2 separate regions of the Mus musculus genome follow, and region 1 is linked to region 2. A link is a contact called in public HiChIP or PLAC-seq data. All regions are on one chromosome and are shown on one strand. The core of a region is the stretch at or near the end of the contact, and the rest is flanking DNA. Distances in the headings are between cores, read along the strand shown. Region 1 holds the start of Poldip2 (polymerase (DNA-directed), delta interacting protein 2). Region 2 has its middle 19 kb from the start of Slc46a1.

The links. HiChIP or PLAC-seq counts read pairs in DNA pulled down with a chosen protein or histone mark.
Region 1: a contact with region 2 is called in an H3K4me3 HiChIP or PLAC-seq map of bone marrow-derived macrophages, with 3 times the contacts expected there. The contact joins the promoter of Poldip2 here to the enhancer-like site in region 2. A contact is called at or near these places in 10 of 39 promoter capture datasets (the 3T3-L1 cell line, the C10 cell line, the HPC-7 cell line and 5 more), 3 of 15 datasets of contacts at CTCF or cohesin (CD8 T cells, the NIH/3T3 cell line and pro-B cells), 36 of 484 Hi-C or Micro-C datasets (8-cell embryo, B cells, the Ba/F3 cell line and 23 more), 14 of 115 datasets of contacts at active chromatin or transcription factors (the HPC-7 cell line, the SCID.adh cell line, bone marrow-derived dendritic cells and 6 more) and 3 of 9 other capture datasets (adipose tissue, liver and pancreatic islet).

What each region holds. Positions count from the first base shown.
Region 1 is chr11:78,509,744-78,514,759 of GRCm38.p6, reverse strand. It overlaps Poldip2 (polymerase (DNA-directed), delta interacting protein 2), which reads right to left and starts at 2,464. Exons shown (of 11, transcript NM_026389.3): 1 at 2,288-2,464; 2 at 759-840. The coding sequence starts at 2,448. It overlaps Tmem199 (transmembrane protein 199), which reads left to right and starts at 2,592. Exons shown (of 6, transcript NM_199199.3): 1 at 2,592-2,863; 2 at 4,339-4,412; 3 at 4,946-5,016. The coding sequence starts at 2,653.
Region 2 is chr11:78,444,142-78,449,751 of GRCm38.p6, reverse strand. No RefSeq gene overlaps it. Among named protein-coding and RNA genes, the nearest start is that of Slc46a1, 19 kb to the left of the region's middle. Within about 2 kb of position 2,356, at least 35 of the 459 cell types and tissues checked have an H3K27ac peak or open chromatin away from gene starts, as enhancers often do. A contact at or near this core is called in the CH12 cell line, bone marrow-derived macrophages, embryonic stem cells and 1 more, where this site is marked.

The DNA.
Region 1 (5,016 bases), core at 1,215-3,714, 65 kb before region 2:
CAGAGGCATTGGGTTACCTGGGGCTATGTGACTCTGGAGTCAGTTCTGTCCTCACCTTTACTTCTAGGCTTCCTCAGCAAGTGCCTTGACCAGTCGAGCCACATCGCCTGCTTCTTACTGTGTTTTAAGAGTATCACTACACTAGACCTCCAACTTGAAGTGATCCTTCTGCCCCTGCTTCTGGAGTGCTGGGATTTGATGCTATTATACACATATCTCCAGAAATCCATCTTTAACAAGTTTTGTGACTCTAGTGCACATGCATTCACACGTAAGAATACATACTATCAGTTGTTCTTTGATCTCCATGCCTGGGCGCATGCACACACGCACGTGTACACACATACCCATTCTAAATAAATCAATGTAAAAAAAAAAAACAAAAACAACCTTTTTTTTCTTAATTTGTGATTCTGAGCTGAACATGGTTACACACATCTGTAACACAAGTATTCCATAAGGGAACGAGTTTGCAATGTCAAGGTCACCGTGGGTTACAGAATGAGTCAAGGCTAAACTAAGCTACACAGAAGACTCTGCCTCAAAACAAGTCCAAAATTTATCTTGGTCAAAATGAAGATGGATTGAAACTTGGGGTGTAGCTCAGCAGATGGCATCTGTCTCTAAGACCGGTGGGCAAAGAGATGAAGAATGAAAAGATACAAATACCGCTGAGATTCAATATTCTGACCAAACTTAGCTGCATTCAGAAACAGAATAGTCCATGAAAATGAGAGGAGACCTAGCACAGTACCTACCTGCCCAGTCTCATATTTTCCATTTTGTTTTGGCACCTCAAACACACCAACTGTCTCCAGCACTTTGCCCTCTGCACGGTTCCTGAGTGGGAAGGAAAAGAACAAGCAAGTGAGACCCTGAGAAGACAGCAGTCCTTCGCCAGGAAAAATCAGACACGTGAACAAAGAAAGCCCCCTAGTACTCTGCAGGGTCAGGGCAATGACAGCCAAGGCCCAGGATGCTGCTTTTCCTCATTTAAGATCCAGCCATGGGCATCTACATGGTGAAGGTCTCCCAGTCTTCCAGGGTTTTGTGTGACTACTCCAAACTTACTTCCTTCTATCTTTACTTAGCATTTCCAAAGTCATTCTTATTCTTGCATATCCTGTTTCAATGCACACCTTCACCCACCCTCCGGGTCTTCCCCCCCCCCCACATGTTAACCATCCTTCCAACTTTGCATTTCAGTTCCTGGTATGCATGCCTTGAGTCCATTAAGGACCTGAGAGACATGCCTAGTGTGTAAGAGGTGCTCAAAAAGCATTTGTTCTGAGGCAAGCAGTTCTTCTGTCTCTACTTTTACCCACTGCTGCTTGGCAGTATACTCACTAAGCCTGGCATTTGCTACTTGGAAGAATTGTTCTGAACCAAAAATGGTTCCACACATCGGTAATCCCAGGGCTCTTAAGGCTAAGGCTGGAAAATAACAGGTTCTGGGCCCATCTGGCTACACAGCATGATTCTCCCAATCCTACACATTCAACTGTGCTGTAAATTCTAAGTCTTTACCCTGACCTCAGGACCTAGCATTTCTAGATTCTCAAAGGTACCCCACACAGTACACTTAGCACTGCCGTGTCTCCACCCAGTGTCTTTTCACATTTACTTGTCTTAAATAGCAAATACCTCCCTTAACCACTATCAGGTCATTTCCATCAACTTATCCTTTTAAATAGGATTAATTTTGCTATGGATCCATCAAAGCACTGTAATGTTACTTTGGAAATGTTAACTTCATAGCCAACTTTTCAATCCTGTCTGATCCCTACAAGGCTTTGTTTACACCGCCCCCCCCCCCCCGAGCCTCAACCCCTATTTCCCAAGTCACATGGGCAAAATCAGTCTCCCCAAGGTCACATGGAAACAGGACCCACAAAGGTAGACACTTAAATCGACTTGTTTCCCACAGAATAGCATATTTCTGAGAGTCACTGACCCAAAAGGGCCCGGGGATCCCTGTAGTTGTATTAAATGGCAGCCCACTCCAGGTGCCGGGGACCCCAGCCTGGGAGGCAGGATTCGCCTAAGAAGCGTTACTTGTTCTCCCTCGGAGCTGCCCTGCACTGCCAGGGCCCTGGGCAGTGCTCCCTTCTTTGCTCTTGGCACATGTCCCAAGCAGCCCGTGTCGGCTCTCTCCTCGGGACCCTTTCTCAGGTGGCACTCCGGCTGCCCAAACAGAGTCAGGCCTCCTGGCTTCCTTAGTAGCTAGGTAGAAAACGCTCCCTAGATTCTGGGCCCGGCTCCCTGGCCCCCTCTCTCCGTCCCTCACCGGGACGACAGATGCCTTCGGGTCGTCGCTGTGGCCACCGGCGGAAGGCCCCCTGCTCCACCGACCGCACACAGTGGCCTCGACCCTCGGGTCGTGGCCAGCGACCGAGACCACCAGCGGCTGCCCACTGCTAGGGCCCGTCGGGCCACACAACCAGCCATGTCCCGCCCGAGCGCCCGCTCGGCTGCTGACACAGGGCCCGACCCGCGGCGGGGCGCCGTCCCGCCCCCGCCCCACACTGCCCCGCGCCTAAGCCCCTCCCCTCGGGCCCGCCCCCCGCGGCCGCGTGGGCTCCTCCAGCTACATCCGGCGCCTGTGAGCGGAAGTCCGAGTTTGGGATCACCTGATCAGAGCGTGAGGCAGAAATGGCGTCTTCCTTGCTTGCCGGCGAACGACTGGTTCGCGCTTTGGGTCCTGGCGGAGAACTGGAACGGGAGCAGCTCCCCCGGAAGCTGCGTGCCCAGCTCGAGGCTGCTCTGGGAAAGAAACACGCGGGCAGTGATAATGCCACGGGACCCCGGCGCCTGGTTTCATTCCGTCTCATCCGAGATCTGCATCAGCACCTGAGAGAAAGAAGTGAGCGGTCCCCATTCAAGAGTCGCCGCGTTCTTTTCAGATCTAATCCCTTCTGAGGCGTATTTTCCCCCCATCACTCTCGAGTGCCTACCGAGTTCTCATATATCCAGTCCAAAAGCCTTCTCATAAACCCCAGGTTTACTACTTCCATCTTAACTTCCGTGAAAATTCTTAGTGTGTTACAAAACGTATTTTCAGATTTTGTTGAGTCCTCTTTTAGTGCCACCTAAGTCCATGTGAATTTTTTTAGGAAGTCGAGATTGTAGCCCAGTACTATCTGACAGGTTGAGTTTCTCCATTTGAGGGCCATATATCAATAGTGAGCATATCGTGTTTGGAAAAAGTGATTTTTTTTCCTTCCATCTCAAAGGTAAAGGTGCAAGCCCCAGTTTAGGGGTGAGGGTAGGGAAACGGTAACAACAACAAAAACTATTGAAAGATCTGGATTGAGTCGCATGTAGTTCTAGACATTGTAAAGAAGTCATTTCTCCTTTTCAGACCTATTTACTTATGTTAAGGTAGGGAATAGGGTAAACTGGCATGTAACTTACCTTGCCAGAGTTAACATATCCTGGCCAGAAGTGCAAAGGGTAGATGATCAACTATTTAGACTTAAGAGAATCTTAGAAAAAGATCCTCTAATACAGTGTCCGCTGAGTGTTTAGCATCACAACCCAATCCTGACTAGGACAGATCTATTATTTTCACAGAAATAACCTACCATTGGTAGTGGTGAGGTAGGGTTGGTAACGAAGACTGACAGTTAAAGTCCACTCTATGACACTAAAAAATACTTAGGTGGAATTGTCCTAAATCTTTCCTAGTTGAAAGTTATCTTGAGTAAAATGAAAAATAATTGAATAAACACAAGGAGAGAAAGAAAATGATCACAAGGTTGGGCATGGCACGTACCTGAAACCCAAGGGGCTGAGGCAGTAAGATTGTGAGTTGTCTAGATGAAGTACATGAGAATTCAAGAGACAGCTAGGTGTATCTAAATGAACTTAAGGTTAGACTGGTTTCATAATGAGTTCTGAGCCAGCCTGGTCTACATGATATGTGTATGTATATACATATATCAGCCTTGTCTCAACAATATATCTATATATGAGAGAAAGAAGTGAGCGGTCCCCAATCAAGAGTCGCCGCGTTCTTTTCAGATCTAATCCTTTCTGAGGCGTATTTTCCCCCATATCACTCTCCAGTGCCTACCGAGTTCTCATATATCCAGTCCAAAAGCCTTCTCATAAACCCCAGGTTTACTACTTCCATCTTAACTTCAGTGAAATATGATATATATATATATATATATATACGAGTTATATATGAAATATATGAGTTAAATATGAAATATATATGAGTTTACAGGGATGGCCGTGTTTTATTTGGGTAAAAATTAGGGCTACCCACTTCTGTCATCTTAGCTTTCCAGCCTCAGCTGCACGTGTCATTATGTGGAACCTTATTCTTTCCAGATTCCAGGCTGTATCTTCATGAACTCCTAGAAGGCAGTGACATCTACTTTCCAGAGATTGTGAAGCCTCCCCGGGTATGTAACAGAAATTTGTGAGAGTTGGGTACAGGTTTTATTAATCAGCTTTTGGGTTTGAAATCTTATATTTTAATTCTTTGGAAAAGCTGAGCTGTGGCTCAGTGGGATAGTACTTGACAAGGCCCTAGCACCAATAAATACATAAAATTTGGGGGCCAGTGAAATACCTCAATGAGTGGGGGCACTTGCTACCAAGCATGGCAGGCAACCTGGGTTCTGTCCTTAGGACCCCCATGGTGGAGGGAAAGGCTGACTCCCAAAGGTTATCTCTTCCCTGCACACATGTACTGCTGCTCGGGTTTATGTGCATGTACAAAGGATTTAAAAAAACAAAACCAAAAGCTGTTGGGAGTCTAAGATCAGGGAGAGAAACCTCTCTGACGGCTTTGGAAAACTGAGACTCAGTGAACCATTTTCCAAAGCAGTGCAAGCATAACAGGTGTGCGGTGTCCCAGCACCATTAGGAGTACAGTGGTCTTTGGAAACATGTAAAAGAATATCATTCTTCTCACGTGCTTATTTTTGTTTAGAATCCAGAGCTAGTTGCCCGGCTAGAGAAGATTAAGATACAGCTAGCCAATGAGGAGTATAAGCGGATCAC
Region 2 (5,610 bases), core at 1,107-3,606:
CTCATAAACATAAAATAAATCTTTAAAACAACAATAAAAAAGCAAACAAAGACAATTTGCACTCCAGCCTCTGGAAGGAGAACAGGCTTTGCATTCCTTCTCTTGAAAGGACAACCCTGCGTGCCTAACATTCCAGGTTCCCCTGGTCTATGAGTACAGAGACCTCTTTGTCCCTACACAGATCAAAGCAGGATCCTACCCATGTCTAGCTTGGTGAACCCATGAGCTTGCTGTGTTTTCTAATAGAACCATGTTGTTTGTTCGTGTGACCTGCTCCAAACAGCTGTGTCACCAAAAAGTCTCATCCATCACAAGTGATGAGTTCCCATTACTGCATAGGTGGAGGCTCACAGCCATTTAACCTACTATTACCAATGGTCTCTGTTTCTAGGTTCTTGGTGTATCCTGTGGATAACTTACACTCAGAGAGAGAGAGAGAGAGAGAGAGAGAGAGAGAGAGAGAGAGAGAGAGAGAGAGAGGAGAGAGGGGAGAGGAGAGAGAGAAGAGAGAGAGAGAAGAGAGAGAGAGAGAAGAGAGAAGAAGAGAAGAGAGAGCATGCTGGGGCTTCCTTAGTAGGTCCAGGAGGAGAAGTTGGTTGTTAAGGGCAGACTGTAGGTGGTTTTCAGTTCCAGTTGACAGGTGTGGGTTACATAAGCCTTTGTTGACTAACTATACATGTCCTTTCCTGTGATGAATCTGATCGCAATCACAGTTGTGTTCAATTATGCAGCGGCATAAGATAGTAAGTAGAGTTTTTCTTTAAAAGTTGATTTGGGGGCTGGCGAGATGACTCAGTGGGTAAGAGTACTGACTGCTCTTCCAAAGGTCCTGAATTCAAATTCCAGCAACCACATGATGGCTCACAACCATCTGTAATGGGATCTGACGCCCTCTTCTGGTGTGTCTGAAGACAGCAACAGTGTACTTATTTATAATGATAAATAAGTCTTTGGGCTGGAGTGAGCGGGGTTGACTGGAGAGAGCAGAGGTCTGAAATTCAATTCCCAACAACCACATGAAGGCTCACAACCAGCTGTACAGTGTACTCATATACATAAAATAAATAAATAAAATCTTTAAAGGTTTATTTTGACTCAGTCTGCCTTCCTATATATGTACCCCAAACCAGTCTGAGCTGGATGGACCCTCAAACCACTACTCTCAGAATACATACCAGGATGCTTGGCCACAAATGAGGAGTTACTAAGGGCTGGTAAGCAGCTGCAGGTCTGAGTGAGCTCACTGCTATTGGAGAGGCATTTGTGTGCAGCTTGGTGTGGGTGGGGCCCTGAGTTACTATGTGCATTGGTGGGAAAGGGTGTGTGTATAGACCAAGCTATGCAGGGTCCCTAGTTGCTAAGCAATCCCTATGATTGCTGGTGTCATAGATACACTAGCAACATCCAAGACCATACAAAGCTTCTGTGAAAAGAATGCCAACAGTTCCAATCTGTCTGAGCGGCTATTGTGGGTACACACAGCTGTTTTTTTGTTTTGTTTTGTTTTGTTTTGGTTTGGTTTGGTTTGGTTTTTCGAGACAGGGTTTCTCTGTATAGTCTTGGCTGTCCTGGAACTCACTTTGTAGACCAGGCTGGCCTTGAACTCAGAAATCCGCCTGTCTCTGCCTCCCAAGTGCTGGGATTAAAGGCGTGCGCCACCACCGCCCGGCTCACAGCTGTTCTTATAAAGATGATAATGGCTGCTACAATCTGAGGACAGTACAGTATTCCACAACACCCATTCCAAGTAGGCGTTGCCAGATCCCTCTTTTTCCCTCAGTGAGGCCTGGACAATTGGCTCTCTGGGGGAGAAGTGTCTTTTCTTATGATTCCTGTTGTGCAATGCGTAACTACTTTGTTAGTGAAAAACGGAGGAAGGGATGTGTTAAGTCAGTATGAAGGCTGGGTTCAATCCCTGGCATTGTATAAACTGTGTGACTGCACGCACCTGTAATCCCAGCACTCAGGACATGGAAGCAGGAGGATCTGAAGTTCAGGGTTATCCTCTGCTATACGGTGAGTTTGAAGCTAGCCTGGGCTATAGGAAACCCTTTTTAAAATTAAAAAAAAAAATTTTAAAGAAAAAACATGCTGTCAGGTATGGTGGTTCACTCTTGGAACCTCAGCATTGGGAAACTGAGACAGGAGAACTACTGCGAGTTTGAAGAAACCAAATCAATCAAGAAAGAGTACTGTGTGGCTTCTGTGTTAGAAAGCTGAGGCTTCAGTTAACTGGATCTTCCCTGGGGTTCTCAGACTCCTCCTTGTGCTGGCCCCTTTGCAGAACACAGCACAAGCATTGGTGGCTCATTCAGATTCTGGACAAGCCATAAAGGAAGGCAGAACTAAGGGAGGGGAGACGCTTCCCCTGCTACGCTGACTCATGCAGCATGGTCTGGGAATCCCCAGCCCAGGCCTCACCCTCTGTTCCTGGGCGCACTTGACCATCTGGCCAGATACAGGCAGGTTTAAACCCATTCTCAGGCCAGACAATAATGATGTCACCTGCCCAGACTCAGCCCATCTTCAGAACATTCCCTAGCCACAAGGAACTGAATTTTGGCTATATATTTCCCCTTGAGGGAGCACTGCTTTGAAGAATATATAATGTATTTTGTTTATTTTTAAACATTGAAAATGCTCCATATCCTAAAGTATTTCAAATAGTTAGCCAATATTTCATTTTTAAAATTTTAAATTAGATGTATATATTTTAAGGTGAATATTTTGTGTGCTTGTGTGTGTGTGTGTGTGTGTGTGTACCACACATGCATACTTTATACCTGTGGAAGTCAGGAAAGGGTACCAGGTCCCTCAGAACTGGAGTTTTAGATAGTTATGATTCTATATTCTGGGAATCAAACCTGGGTCTCCTGCAGGAGCAATAATGCTCTTAACTGATGAATCATTTCCCCAGTCCTATATTTTACTTTTAAAATTAATTTTTTTTTTTTTGGTTTTTCGAGGCAGGGTTTCTCTGTGTAGCCTTGGCTGTCCAGGAACTCACTCTGTAGACCAGGCTGGCCTCGAACTCAGAAATCCACCTGCCTCTGCCTTCCGAGTGCTGGGATCAGAGGCGTGTGACACCACGCCCAGCTAAATTAAATTATTTTTAGGTGATTCGTGGGAACATAAAAATTGGGCTGAAGAGTTGGCTCAGCAACTAAGCACAAGTGTTGCCCTTATGGAGGACCAAGTTCAGTCTCCAGGACCCGCATCAGGCAGCTCACAAACACTTATAACTCCAGCTCCAGGGGACCCAGTGTCCTCTCCTGGTCTCTACAGGCAGTCAAATCACAACAACACACAAATAACATTGTATTTATACATAGATAGATAGACCAACCTGAGGTTTTGATGTACATATATATTATATATAGTGTGTATATATGTGTGTATATATATATATATATATATATATATATATATATATATATATATGATACATATATTTTTGTATATGTTATGTAATATATTACACAGTGGTTGTATTTTTTTTTCAAGGAATTTGCTGGAAGGCTAACTTTCAGAGTACCAAGAGTACAGTAAACAAGACAGTTCTGGGAATCCAGGGGAGCTTAGGAACTGAAGTCAACTGACACATTCTATCTGTGGGACATCACTAGCTGAGGACATTAGCAGTAACCTTGTCTGTCACTCAGAAACAGGCACTTCAAATGTCTCAGAGTGAAACTGCAGGTCTTCTGGCCTTTGTCTTGTGGTGTCTATAAATTGTAAAGGCTGCCACAGACACATGGAAAACAAAATTGGTTATTTTTTTCTGTGTTTGGCTAAGCCATAAATAAATCCAACATCCTTTCCCAATTTCTGTCTCCTGATTTCTTTTGGAAAACAGGGAAGGTGAGGTGGCAGTTACAGAGAAGACACGAGGAATTCAAGATTCTGGCCCTCGGGGAACAAAAGATTGACCTTACCCGAGTCACCCTTGGCAAGGTGTCTTGCCATAGTCTCCTCACAGCCGCTCCAGAGTGGCAGGTCCAGCCAGGCATAGTTTTTGGAAGACAAGAGGAATATTCTCTGGAGCAAAAGCTGATCTGACTTTACTCTCTTTTAGTTATGACTTGGGCAAATTCTGGACACGAAAGAACTCAGGAAGGGGAGGGTTTGGGGCACCTTGGATCAGTCTCCCACACCCTAAACCCTTGGCCCTACAACAGGTGGTCTGTTGAAGACAGACCCCATCCTGGCACAGGATGAGACTTGTGCAGTGTTCAGGGCTCACCACCCCACAAATAGTTCCAGGACTCACACTTGAGCCACAAGGTCTGTTCCCACCTCTGTGTCCTGGGACCTCCCCGTCCGTCCTCTTTTTCCTGTTCAGTCCTCTCCCTCTACAGACCTGCCCAAGCTGTTCTTGCTTGCTCCCTGGTGGCCATGCCTGCAATGTCCATCTGAAAAAAAGTCCCCAACCTGCCTGCACATCCTGAACGTGAGCCAGTGGGGTCAGCCAATGTATCTTCCAAGATACAAAGATGCCAAGAAAGTGTGAACCAGTGAGATGACTCAGGGGGGTAAAGGCACTTGCCACCAAGTCAGACAACCTGAGGTGTATCTCTGGGAGCCACATGGTAGAAGTCAAGAACTAGGGCTGGAGAAATGGTTCAGCGGTTAAGAGCACCGACTGCTCTTCCAGAGGTCCTGAGTTCAATTCCCAGCAACCACATGGTGGCTCACAACCATCTGTAATAATGGGATCTGATGTCCTCTTCTGGTGTGTCTGAAGACAGCTACAGTGTACTCATATAAATAAATAAATCTAAAAAGGAAAAAAAGAAAAAAAATAAGTTAAGAGCTGACTCCTGTTAAGGAAATATGACAAGTCTCTGGGGTCAGGCTCCAAGGTGTCAGAGTTTAATTATTGAAGTTTGGAAACGTCCACCCTTGTTTTTGACCTTTCCCTCTACATCCATCCATTCTGAGCATGGAAGGACCCTGCTTTGCATTGCTGACCTGATCCCCAGTTGTCAGACTTGCATGAGGAGAGGGAGAGCATATCTTAAACGGTTGAAGACAAGACTGACATCAATTGAAGGTCAAGAACTTCTAGATGGTAGGAGGCAGGCGCCAGCGTTGATGGTAATGGTTGATATCCCTGAGGCAGTACAAACGGGAGATCTGGAGCTTAGTGGCCTGTGACCTGGAAGAAACCAAGACGCTATGGAAGGAATGAAAGGAAGAAGAATTATACTTGTGAGCCGATCCAGGAGAGATGGTAACAGGGAAAGCCTGCCTTGTGTGACCTTTTGCAGGAATGCCGCCTCATGGATTTTTCTCTATGTTTTAGTCTTTTAACTGCAGTTTGTACTGTCTTAGTTACTTTCTACTGCTGGCATAAAGTTGCCGTGACCGAGGCAACTTAAAAAAAAATACTTTGTTGGGGCTTACTGTTGGCTTGCATTTTACTCAACTCTAACTTTAATACTGGTTCTTAAATGCTTTACCCTCCCTTCTAGCCCACCACCCACCAAAGGTAGAAAAGAAAGGTTATTAGGATATGGAGGGAGTGGACCTGTTTAGAAATGGTTCTTTGGAGCAAATCTCATCTGTGTTGTCAGGAAATCAGCAGTTCAGTTCACTGGTCAGTAACGG